Linked DNA regions of Callithrix jacchus: region 2 is linked to region 1. The links are chromatin contacts, called in public Hi-C maps. All regions are on one chromosome and are shown on one strand. Each heading gives the region's core, a stretch centred on a gene start, on an enhancer-like site or on the middle of the called end of the contact. The rest is flanking DNA. Distances are from core to core; before and after follow the strand shown.

Region 1 (6,247 bases), core at 2,749-5,248:
ATTCTATATATTTAAGGTGTACATGATATTGATATGTATATGCACAGTAAACTAATTATAGTCAAGCAAATTATTCTATCCATCACCTTCTATGGTTACTAAAATTTTGGGGTTTTTTTTTTTGAGGAAAGTCTCTAAAATCTCCTGTTAGCAAATTTTCAGGATATAATACAATGTAAACTGTAATCCTTATGCTGTACATTGGATCTCTAGATTTATGCATCTTACATAATTGCAAATTTGACTTAATTCTCTGCACGTACTATTTTTAACCAAACTGATTTTCAGAAATTTGCATGATGAAGATTTTCCTACATTTTTAGGTGCTCGTTATTCACATCCACATGTATTCTTTTAAATACTGCTTTCCATGATGCTTTTTGTTCTTGTTTTCTTTTTAAGACTCAGGACCTCTGCATTTTTTTTCAGTTTTCCAAATGTGGATGCACTATAAATCTATAGTTGGCCATTTATGTTACTTTCTACTTCCTTCACTATTGTAAATAATACTGTCTTTGTTATTTGATTTTTTTAAATATAAATTTCTAAGATGAAATTGCCAGGTAATTATAAGGCTTTTTGATAGAAACTGTCCTCTTAAAAGATTGTACTCATTTATAATCCACCAGATGGATATGTAAGCAGTGCTTGTTTCTCCACAAACTTTTCAACATGAACTGTTACCATTTTTAAAAACATCTCTGGGAGGGTTGGGGGAGGAAGATCATCATGAAAAATAGTTAATGCATGTGGGACTTAATACCTAGGTGATGGGTTGATAGGTGCCACAAACCACCATGGCACATATTTTATTTTTGTGACAGTCTTACTCTGTCACTCAAGCTGGAGTACAGTGGCACAATCTCAGCTCACTGCAACCTCCTCCTCCCAAGTTCAAGTGATTCTTCTGCCTTGAAGTCCCCTTGAGTAGCGGGGACTACAGGTGTGCACCACCATGCCCAGCTAATGTTTGTATTTTTAGTAAAGACAGGGTTTCGCCATGTTGGCCAGGCTGGTCTCAAACTGCTGACCTCAGGTGATCTGCCTGCCTCAGCCTCCCAAAGTGCTGGGATTACAGGTATGAGCCACTGCTCCCAGCCCCAACAGTCCTTTATTAAATTCTTTTAACTAGCTAGCTTGAGGGTGCCATCCGTTTTCTCTAGGGTCTTATTTGACAGTGCCTACAAGGCCATTCATGGTCTCTCCTTATTTCTCCAATGTCCTCTGCTTTTAGTCTTTGAGGTTGATTTGTTTGCCTAAAGTCCCTGGCTCTAATCCCAGCTACTCAAGAGGCTAAGTCTTGAGGATCACTCAAGGCGAGGAGTTTGAGACTAGCCTGGGAAATACAGCAAGAGCCCATTTATTTATTGTATTTTTTTAGAATTTAAAATTAAATTTCTTGGGGAGACAGGGTCTCACTATGTTGTCTAGGGGCTGGTCTTGAACTACTGGCCTCAAGCCATCCTCCTGCACTTTAGTCTTGCCAGGTGCTGGGATTACAGGTGTGAGCCAGTGCTTGGCTGTGAGACCCCATTTCTAAAAATAAAAATAAAAAAATAGGCAGGCGTGGTGGTACATGCCCATGGTCCCAACTCAGAGGATGAGACAGAGGATCACTGAAGCCCAGAAGGTTGAGGCTGTGGTGAGATTTGATCATGCCACTGCACTCCAGCCTGGGCAAAAGAGTGAGACCCAATCTCTAGAAAAATAATAAAGTAAAATAAAAATAAATAAAGTCCCTAGAACACATCAAGCCTTTGCTGCTTCAGGACCTTTGCCCAAGGATCCTCTGCCTGAAACATTCTTCCTCCTATTCTCTTATGCTTCACGTCTCAGGTTAAATGTCCATTTCTCCCAGAGGCCTTTATAGACCTCCATCCAAAATTAGGTAACTCCAGTGATTTTCTCTCATACATCTTGCTCTTTTCCTTCATAGTACACATCTCAGCTTGTAGCTGTATACTTATTTGTGTTCATTTGTTTGGTGTCTGTCTTTCTCATTGGTCTGCCATCTCCATGAGGGTAGGACCCATTGAGCTTTGTTTAGTTATAAGCCTTAGCAGTTATCACATAGCCTGGCACATAGTGGGCACTCACTAAATCCATAACAAATGGATGAGTTCTAGCGCTGTTGCCTCACTATCCTTTAATAGTCATACATTTGGACTCCAGGGAAGTTCTGGCTCAAAGATGCTGGCAAGTCATTTTAGTTCCTGCAAACAGCAACTTTTATAACAGGATGGTGGGGAAACCACTAACCAGTCCAACAAAGCACAAGAATAAAACTGATCCCACCCATCCTCTCAGATACAACTATTAACACTAGAGAGTTCATAGTTAATAACTGCCTATTTCACACCCCTCCTTGTAAGAATGAAACAGGAGGAAATGTCCTGGGCTCTCAGAGCTGTAAGACTCAACAAGCTGCCAAGTTGGGTTAGACACCCATGTGGAAGAAGTGGTAAAGCAGCTTGCCTATATAACCTTGGCAAGATGACTGCTCAGATGCCACTGACGTGCATAGACAGAAGAGTGGCTTCCCAGAGTAATGCCAACAGCTGACACCCACACTGTGGTCTCCCACATGTGGATACATCACTGTTTACTTAACCATTCCCTTATTTCAACACATGTTGAATGAAAGTTCACTATGTGTCTTACTGTGTGCCACAAAGGTAACAAAGTCACTGCCCCTGCTGTCAAGACATTTAAAAGGAGGTGCTTGAGACACAGTTATGAAAACAAACTATTATGCAAGATAAAAATAGTCTACACATAGGAGCAGAGAGAACAAAGGTACCTAATCCTGTGGAAGTTTCACTGAGAAGGCAGCACGGAACTGACTTGATGCATACGGTAGGCTCTTGATGCATAAGGTCCAGAAAGATCTAGACCAACAAGGCAGGGAGTGCACTGCAGGTGAAAGGAACACGTACACAGGCATTGGAGCGGGATTTGGGTTAAGATCTTGGAAAGTGGAGTGCAAGTGGGAAGTGGTGGAAGTACAATACGGACAAAACAACCTGAGTTATATCACATAGGACCTTGTAAAGGAGCTTAGCAAATAACCTACTGGCAACGGTCAGCCACTGAAGCATTTACAGGCCCAAGTGCAGCATTAGGTTTGCCTTAATGCATTGTGTTGGCAGTGAGAAGATAGGGTGGAGTAAGACCAGAAAGAGGTAAGGAACCCTCTCCCCATCTCCCCACTTCCTCCCACTGGCAGAAAAGAGGCTATGCAGTGGTTGAGGAAAAGCTAAGTACCAGAACCAGGGCAGAGGGAGCGCAAACGTGTGCTCTAGTACAGATACGCAGGAGCTACAACGTTACCAGGATCTTAGAGTGGAGGTAAGTGTGAGGGATGACTGCAGATAGGGCTTGGACAACTGGCCAGTTTTACCAAGCTGGAACAGAGGTGGTGAGAGGAGAAGGGTCCAAAAGGAAAAAAATGAATGCGCTTTTCATGAGTGGATTGTGAGGAGTCCGCAGGACATCCAGGTGAAAGTTCCCCTAGGGAGCTGACTGATAGGGGTCTGGGGGCTTTGAGCTGAATCCAGGTTAGAGACAAGGATTTGTGGCGTCATTAGCGTGGATGAGACTGCGCAGAGTTGAATGGGAAAATGGCAAACCAAAGAACGAATGTAACAGTGCGATACGTGTCAGCTTTACGGTTTTTCTCCCTCCTCAGCTTGGACTGCGGTACATCTTTCACTTCACAAGAGGCTCAGGAACTACCAGTGTGCAAAGACGCTGCGTTCAAGCTGCTGGAGGGCCAGTTCCACCTAAGCGCAGTCAAGAAGGACGCCTGGCTTTCCGGCTTCACGTCCCTGGAACCTCGGCACTCCCACGGTTCTGATCTGGGGCCACCTTCCCGACCTCCCCCGCGGGCTCAACGCCGTATTTAAGGTCAAGACCGCGCTCCCGCTGGTGCTCCGACTACACCCCGCAGGAGACGCTGCATTCGACGTCATCATCGCGCGCCATCCCGCCCCTTAACCGTTCAAGCTCCGCGCGCAGGCCGAACTGCGACCCGGCTGCCGCATCCCGCGCTGTTCTCGTTACTGCTTGCTCTGAGCATGTTTCCAGCCGCCCCCTCTCCGCGGACCCCGGGTCCCGGGTCCCGAAGGGGCCCACTGGTCGGACTCGGGCCCAGCTCCACGCCCCGGACGGCAAGCAGGAAGGGTCTGCCCTTGGGGTCTGCAGTCAGTTCCCCAGTGCTCTTCTCGCCGGTCGGCCGGCGTAGCTCTCTGAGCTCGCGGTAAGTGATCACCGTGGTTGGGTCTAGCGACCAACAGGCTCACGGGCCTCAGTAAGCCGGACGGGTTGGTGTCTTCAGAAGCCTTCGGAACTGGGGCCGGCGGAAGAGAATGCCAGATTATTGGAAAATAGACCTTTTCCACTCTTGGAGGTCATATCCACTTCACTTTATCATTGAGTCCCCACTTTGCATTTTTCATGGATACCTTTGTGCAGAAGTGAAGTACAAACTGGATTCGAATCAGTGGTTACCCACTTCCCACCTATGACCTCTGTGATCTGGTGTAAATCACTCGTGATTTTCTTCATCTGTGGAATGGCGATAATATGTCTCACCAGAGGAGTTAGTATGACTTGCCACGATGCAGATGTAAGGTGATGGTGATAATGAGGATCTCCAGTCCTGAAAGATCATTGTTTAATGCTTAATATACTAACTGACATTAGTATCTGATGATTGATAACTAAAGGTTTCCTAGCTACAGAATTTAACTTTCTAGGTAAAGTATAGGGAAAAGGCTTTACGTAAGTGACATAAGAGTACTGTGATAGTTTTGTTACTAAAACTGCTGGTTGGAGCACACCGGTAAAATCATCACACACACACACCATGTTCATAAGTAACCTAAAACTTTAGAAGATAATGTGTTTCTGCATAGTTTTCTTTGAATTCATCTATAAAAAATGAATTTTCCCCTGCAGGGAAGCACAAAGTATTGTGTCTTGAAATTATGGTTAAAATTTATCTGTAAAATTTTGCAGTACTTTAAAGAAGTGGTTTTGAAAGAATACACTGTATCTTTGACTTGTTTTGGCATATTTCGAAAAGTACTTTTCAAAGTGCTGATCTTGGCAGTGTTTTCTTCTCCTTTTGAGAAAAGTTGGAGAATAAAAGTGTTTACTGTGTGTGGTGTTGTTTTAAAATCTCTTCTTTCTGGTGATCATTTGAAGAAAAACCTTTGTTATCTGTGAGGAAACAAAGCCCTCAGCCATTCTCTATGTACAGCTCCTCATTTAATTCTCATGATGAAAGGTATAATAACTTTTATTCTGGTGATTGACAATATTATTCTAAATGTTAAGAAGAGAGTGAGGAGGAAGTAACGTTTTTATTGTGATATCCGCTGTTGAAGGCCATGTAACAGCTGATGCTCGTAACCTGTTTGATTTCTTGCTTGGTTGTTCAGGTCTGAGAGGTGTTTTTTTGTTTTAAGAGACAGAGTCTTGCTCTCTGTTACCCAGGCTACAGGCTGGTGCCACAATACCTGGCTAATTTAAAAAAATTTTTGTGGCCAGGCATGGTGGCTCACACCTTTAATCCCAGCACTTTGGGAGGCCGAGGTGGGCAGATCAGTTGTCAGCAGTTCAGCCTGACCAACATGAAGAAACCCCATCTCTACTAAAAATACAAAACTTGCTGGGCGTGGTCTTGCATGCCTGTAATCCCCGCTACTTGGGAGGCTGAGGGAGGAGAATTGCTTGAACCCAGGAGGCAGAGGTTGCAGTAAGCCAAGATTGCTCCATTGCACTCCAGCCTGGGCAACAAGAGCAAAACTCCATCTCAAAAAAATAATTTTTGTAGAGACAAGGTCTTGCCATGTTGCCCAGCCTGGTCTTGAACTCCTGGTCTCAAGCAGTCTTCCTGCTACAGCCTCCCAGAGTGCTGGAATTATAGGCAAGAGCCACTGCCCTGGCCAGATATGATAGATTCTTAAAAATAAATAAATGAATAACCCTAAAGCAAAATGAGAGCTTGAATCTCATCTGAGCCAATATTTGTAAAATATATTTGACCAGTACTGTTGCATCATGTGATAAAAGTTTTATATATATATATATATATTTTGTTGTTGTTGTTGTTGTTTGTTTGTTTGTTTGTTTGTTTTTTAACCATAATATATGGTAAAAGCTGATGTTCTATATTCTGGCTTTCCAAAATGTCGATTTGAGATCTGCAAAATGACCTGCTGTTTGAAAAAAACACTGGTCT
Region 2 (6,247 bases), core at 1,544-4,043, 220 kb after region 1:
ACATTCTTTCACCAGCTCAGAGGCAAAAGTCCAGAAGGGAGCCTGACTGTTTGACTTTTAAGAAACAATGCTGTATAAATATGGCCAATGATAAGTGAAAGTGACAGCTCAGGACTTGGTTCTAGGTGACTTTTACTTTAGCTTGGCAAACTTCAGCTGTCCTGCTTGCTCTCTCTAAAACTCATTTTCTTTCTTTCTTTTTTGGAGACAGAGTCACTCTGTTGCCCAGGTGGGAGTACAGCGGCACAATCTTGGCTCACTGCAACCTCCGCCTCCTGGGTTTAAGCAATTCTCATGCCTCAGCCTCTTGAGTAGCTGGGATTACAAGTGTGCCACAACATCCTGCTAATTTTTTGTATTTTTAATAGAGATGGGGTTTCGACATGTTGGCCAGGCTGGTATCAAACTCCTGAACTCAACTAATCTGGCCACCTCGGCCTCCCAAAGTGTTGGGATTACAGGCATGAGCCATCCTGTCTGGCCTCATTTTCTATTGATTAGTTCCTACTAGTTTTTAATTTCCTCTATCAGAAGAAAAAATTCAATTCAGAGTTGGAAAGTAAAAATATATTTGAAAGTTACCATGAAATAAGAATACTAATGGTCAAAGCCTTATGATTAGAATTTAATCAGTCAATCTGTGATGCTGAGAAGTTCAGTTAACTGTGTCTGAAGTGGAGATGCCAAAGATATGCTCTATTTTATCGGCTGTGTCTATGAAAAATGAAGCACTAAAAGCTCTATCTCCTGAACTCTTCCAGTCCTTTCTTACTGATTCATGACCCCCATTTGCTTTTCTTAGTTGGACATTCCACCCTTCCCTAGTGCTCCCTGCTCCTTACTCAGGTTAAAGAAACTAAGTGTGAGCTAAAGAGCACTTGAAAGAAGTGCAAAGCTGTAACCAAAAATTGCTAAAGAGTACGTTTTCCTTACATTTCTGACTGTGGTTCTCTACAGGAAGAACCAGACCACTGTCATTTGCAGAAGCATTTGCAAACACTTGTCATGATGAAGGCATCGACTTACTGGAAGATATCCTAAGCCTTCTAGGAACAGATGTCATGCCCCTGTGTCACCAAGAGCAGGGCAGTACCAGTCACAGGAGTCACTCACTTATGTTGGACCAAATGCACTGTGACTCCAGCACGGAAACCCTTCCAAAAGTTCTCATTTTTTTTCTTAGGAGACAGACTGACGCCTTCCTCAGGGCCCTCTTCTCTCTGCCTCCTCATCCATCTCCCCAGCGTAATGCTTGAAACACCCTTCTGGAATTGCCCTTCCCACAGGCCTGAGATGTTCTGTGTGCTGCCTGGTTAATGCCTCCCTGACACCCCTGTCTGGGTCAACTTTGTTTCTAACACACTTTCGCAGACCACATTTCTTCAGAACTCTTGCCTGGTTTTAAGTTATTCACTCATTAGTATCACAACTGGATTAATACTGCATTCCCTCAACAGACTGTACGCTCCATGAGAGCAGAGCCGTGTCTCTGCAGTACTTACAGCCCTCCCAGCGTGGTGCCTGCTTCCCTAATGCCATTCCACAGCATTTGTTGCAGGGAAGGAAAGCAGCACGCCCGGACAGATGGAGACAGGACTAATTTGGCTTGAGGTATGTAATTTTGATCTTGAGCCTCTCTCTGGGATTTTAAAACTCCAAATCAAAGTCTTAATCTGAGAAAACTAACATCTGAAAGAGTGATTAGGGACCGGTAAACCTCTATAAATATTCAACCCTGATACAAAGTACAAGTTGTTTATTCTTGCCACGCAAGGCGAGAGACGAGAGAGAGAGAGAGAGAGAGAGAGAGAGAGAGAGAGAGAGAGAGAGGGAGAGGGAGAGGGAGAGAGGAAGGACACAGTATATGCATTGGGAAAGCTTTCGCTTATTCAAAACAATATTTGTCGAGCACCTCCAGGTCTGAGTGCTGCAGGGGAACAAAGATTAAACAGCCAGGACTTTGCTTCCAAGGCGCTTACGGTCTTAAGGAGACAAGAGACAAGACATGTTCATAAATAGCCAAAATGCAACCCAGAAAAGGCTAAAAACCACTGAGAGAGAGGGAGAAATAAACGAAGCAAGAGGTCTCCGGAGGAAGAGCTGAATTCGTCTATCAATAACTCCTCACTGTAATCCCAACGTAAAGCAAGGAATTCCAAACCAGGAAAGGTCAAACTGGAGTGTTTGAGGAGCACAGGCGTCGCCCCAAGCCCTTCACACCGCTCGCTGGGGATAATATCGCAGCTGAAACAGAACATTAAGCTGGCTTTCCAAACCTTCAGTTATTTACATTAGACGGAGGGGAAAACGCTAAGAGTGCAAGCGCGGAGAAAGAGCAGGAGGAAACTTGAAAAGGCGAATCACGCCAGTGCGCTGTGAACAGCCCTGCCCGCGCCCGCACACCCGCTACCCCACCCCGAGCCCCCCGCGGCCCGCGCACCCATCCCCGTCCCAAGCGCCGACACTTGGAGATCCGTCCCCCGGCTCTGGCCGGTGCCACAAAGACCCTCAAGACCCCCACAGCCCAGGCCCTGCCCAGCGTCGCCGACGCCCCCCGAGGCCCGACCCGCGCGCCCGGCCAGCCCGGGCCTCGTACCGTAGGTTTCGGACATGGCCGTCTGCGACATCTTGGAGCGGCGCCGCCTCTCGCCGGGTCACCGGCTGCTCTCGCCCGCGGTCCGCCGGCGTGTCGCGGTGGGGAAGGCCCTGGGGAGGGGGACCGGAGGAGGGAGGGGCCCAACCGGTCCCCACGGCAACCGCCGGCCTCCCAGCGGCTGCAGTCCAGCCGGACTCCGGCTCCGCGCAGGCGCAGGGCCCTCCGCCCTCGGTCCGGCCGCGACCGGGAGGAGGAGGGCTACGCGAGGCCCGCCCCCTCCCCGCCGCCAGCCCGGGCCTGCGTTTGCGCGTGCGCACGGGGAAGCCTGGGCGGGGCGCACGGGGACCTCGGCGCGCGGCGCAAGCACGTGCATGGCCTGGGCCGCCTGGCGGTGTGCGCCCGGGCGGGCCGAGCTGCGGCTGCGGGATCTGGGGGTTGAGCCCGGATTTCCCGCAGGGAAGGTCGGGGAGAGGCGGGCGGTGGGCAGGCTTGGGGTGACAGAGGGCTGAGGACAGTGGGGTCCAGCTGCCGGACAAAGGAGGAAGGTGCCAGCACTGGAGAGGAAAGCAGTCCATTTGCCAAATTGGCCCGTTTCCGTTAAGACGTTGTCCACCTTCATCATCTGTGGCTGTCAGCCAGGAAGAAACTTCCCTGACGGTGTTACTATCGAGGCCAGACTTGGTTAATGTGTAACAAGGAGGCAGCAGGCCCCAGGTGTACGGCCAGAGGCCGCCCTGGGAGTGGGAGGCAGGTTCATTCACCTGTTGGGAAGCTACTAAGCTTTCACTCCCAACTGCCCGACCCTCTTGGGTGGAGCTGAGCGGATGTGGGCGGATCCACAGAAGTGCAAGGTGCCCAGGTGCTGAAGGGTCACCACAAGCCTACAGACAGTAACCTCTCCACATCCCGTATTACAGGATTCTGGGTTACGGCTGAGACGTATCTCTTGGCTCTCAGTTGGGGATGTTTCCAAATTTAGGAATTTTTATTTTTATTTTTTAATAGGGTCTGGCTCTGTCAGCCCAGCCCAGCCAATTCTGCCTCAGCCTCCTGAGTAGCTAGGGTTAGGGGAACACACCACTACACCGTGCTAATTTTTAATTTTTTTGGTAGAGATTGGATCTCACTATGTTGCCCAGGTTGGTCTTGAGCTGGTGAGTTCAAGCATCCTCTCTCCTTGGTCTCCCAAATTGCTGGGATTACAGGCGTGAGTCATCTCACCTGGCTTTGGATAGTTTGGTTTCAGAAGCAAAAGTGAGTTTGAATCCCCTTCTGTGGGAAATGTAGAGATAAACATTTATGGGAAAGAGAATTTTGGTTGATAATTTGGCCCATCTGAGCATGATCAGGGCCACGTAGCGCCTCATAGTTCCCAGCCTTGTTCACAATAGGTAGTTGAATGCTCAAAATATCCTTGGCTTAGTTCCCAAGTGACCTGGGTTGTGTGGAAAATGCCAGTACATACTTTTTTTTTTTTTTTTTTTTTTTTTCCTGAGTCAGTTTGGCTCCATCCTCCACATAAATTGTCATCAGAGCTTCCCTCTTCCCCAGTGGCTATTTGGGTGGGTATTTTTCTCTTCTCTCTGATCCTAATAACAAATAAATGCATTTTTTTTTCTAAATTACAGAGAAGGCCTCATGCTGAAAAGTTGTGAGAGCTGTAATTTCCTAAAATTGTTTTGTATATATTCCTTGTTCAATGGCTCAGATCTTTTGTTGCTTTCTCGCTTGGTTCTCTGCATGTCAGGTTTGATTAAGGCTCCTGAGTACAACAAATTGGTTCTGATTAAAACCATTTCAGAGGAAAGACAGTGGGAAGAAAACAGCATTACCTGAAGTCATTCCCATTTGTTAGATTTGGTTTTTTTTTTCTGTCAAAAACTGCTATGGACAAGGAAGAAGTCACTGAGCTGCAGTGATAGTTAGCGTTATTGACTGAAACTGGACTGGAGAACCCCGAAACCTGGACAAGGTGGTAGAAATACAAATTATGCTGCTCTTTCAAAGCCATGGGTAGTTTTCTACTTTGTGGAAAATGAAGACTTAGGTAAGCTTTTGGGAAAGACTATTTATTTTGGAAAAACCACCCAAAGAGATCATTTAGTTTGCACGTGTAACAGCAGTATCACAACTGGAAGAAGAAATATGCAGCGGTGAGATTTTAAGGAGCCATTCAGTATCCTTGAATGATACTGTGGAAGATTCTCTGCATCTCAGTAACTTTGGATCTTTGAAAGAAAATGAATTTCTTCAAAATATCCTTAGAGACCACTTTGATTCTGAGGCACTACTGATTGTATGAAAGAAAAAATTATTGCAAGATTAATTTATGGTTTTCTTCAGATATCATCTCCTTTCTCTTTGGGGGAGGTTTGTGACAGACTGAAAACAGATATACAAAAGCCTAGGCATGTTGGAGATTTGTCTGAGGGAAATATAATTATGGAGAAGGATTTTTTCTAGCTGAAAGGAGATCCCACTTTTTTCCAGGTCCGTAGGTCCTTCAAGTATCTGATACTTTCCTTCCGGCTCCCTGACAATGCTGAAGGATCTGGCAGAACCTTACATCTAATGCCCAATGTGAGGCACCCTGGGGCTTGATGTATGGGATTCTTGGAGCTAGGCTTGGTGGAGGGCATGGTCACAGCCTCAGTGGAATGGTGACTTTCTTTGGTAACTAGAATTGAAGAACATGAGTGGACTTGTGTCTGAGCACTTGGGAACTCAGCAATCCCTGGGTGTTACTTTGAGAAGGAGCCAAATTCTGGACATACAAGTGGAGACTTGAAAATGGAAGCTCGATTCCACACCCAGGCTGCTGGAGACTATGACATAGAACTCACATCTTCAAGAAAGCAGAGACCTCAGAGGTCACTGGGCCAGTTTACCTTCCACTGTCAAACAAATCAATGTCCATGATCAGATCCCTCTGTTGCTAGGGAATATTCAGTCAGAATAGGCTAGATTACAGTGATGAAAATCTCTCAACCCATTTGTGACTTACACAGCAAAATTCCTCACTCAGACTACCTGTCCACTCCCACTCGCAGAGATCCACTCATCATGGGCCCTCATAGACCCAGGCTGACCAAATGTGTTTTAACTAAACACATCTCCACCATCACTCAGGTAGGACTGGCTATGCATTAGAACGGATTGTGTATTAGCTAGAGAAGCACTTACCAGGAATTAATTGCTAGGAAAACTTGTATTTACGTTTCATGGGCCAAAGCAAGTCATGAGGCAACACCTAATTTCAAAGAGGACAGGAAATGCAATATTATTATGTCCCTGAAAGAAAGAAGAGAAAGTATGTGGAAAGGCATTATGACTACCACTGGAATTTTCATCTGTCCGGGGAGCTCATTTGTGCTTTTATTTGAAACAACTTTATTGAAGTATAATAGGCATAACTGCATTGATTGATTGATTGAGATGGAGTCTTGCTGTGTTGCCCAGGCTGGAGTGCAATGGCATGATCTCAGCTCACTACAATCCCTGCCTCCCAGGTTCAAGCAATTCTCCTGCTTCAGCCTTCCGAGTAACTGGGATTACAGGCACGCACCACCATACCCAGCTAATTTTTGTATTTTTAGTAGAGATGGGGTTTTGCCATGTTGGCCACTCTGTTCTCAAACTCTTGAACTCAGG

The links. A called contact is a pair of places that touch in the nucleus more often than the background predicts.
Region 2: a Hi-C map of skeletal muscle shows a contact between it and region 1, with 3 times the contacts expected there. The contact joins the promoter of RAB4A here to the promoter of NUP133 in region 1. A contact is called at or near these places in 2 of 3 Hi-C or Micro-C datasets (both in skeletal muscle).

What each region holds. Positions count from the first base shown.
Region 1 is chr19:21,042,648-21,048,894 of calJac240_pri, forward strand. It overlaps NUP133 (nucleoporin 133), which reads left to right and starts at 3,999. Exons shown (of 26, transcript XM_002760571.7): 1 at 3,999-4,258. The coding sequence starts at 4,077.
Region 2 is chr19:21,262,666-21,268,912 of calJac240_pri, forward strand. It overlaps RAB4A (RAB4A, member RAS oncogene family), which reads right to left and starts at 2,794. Exons shown (of 6, transcript XM_078356676.1): 1 at 2,597-2,794.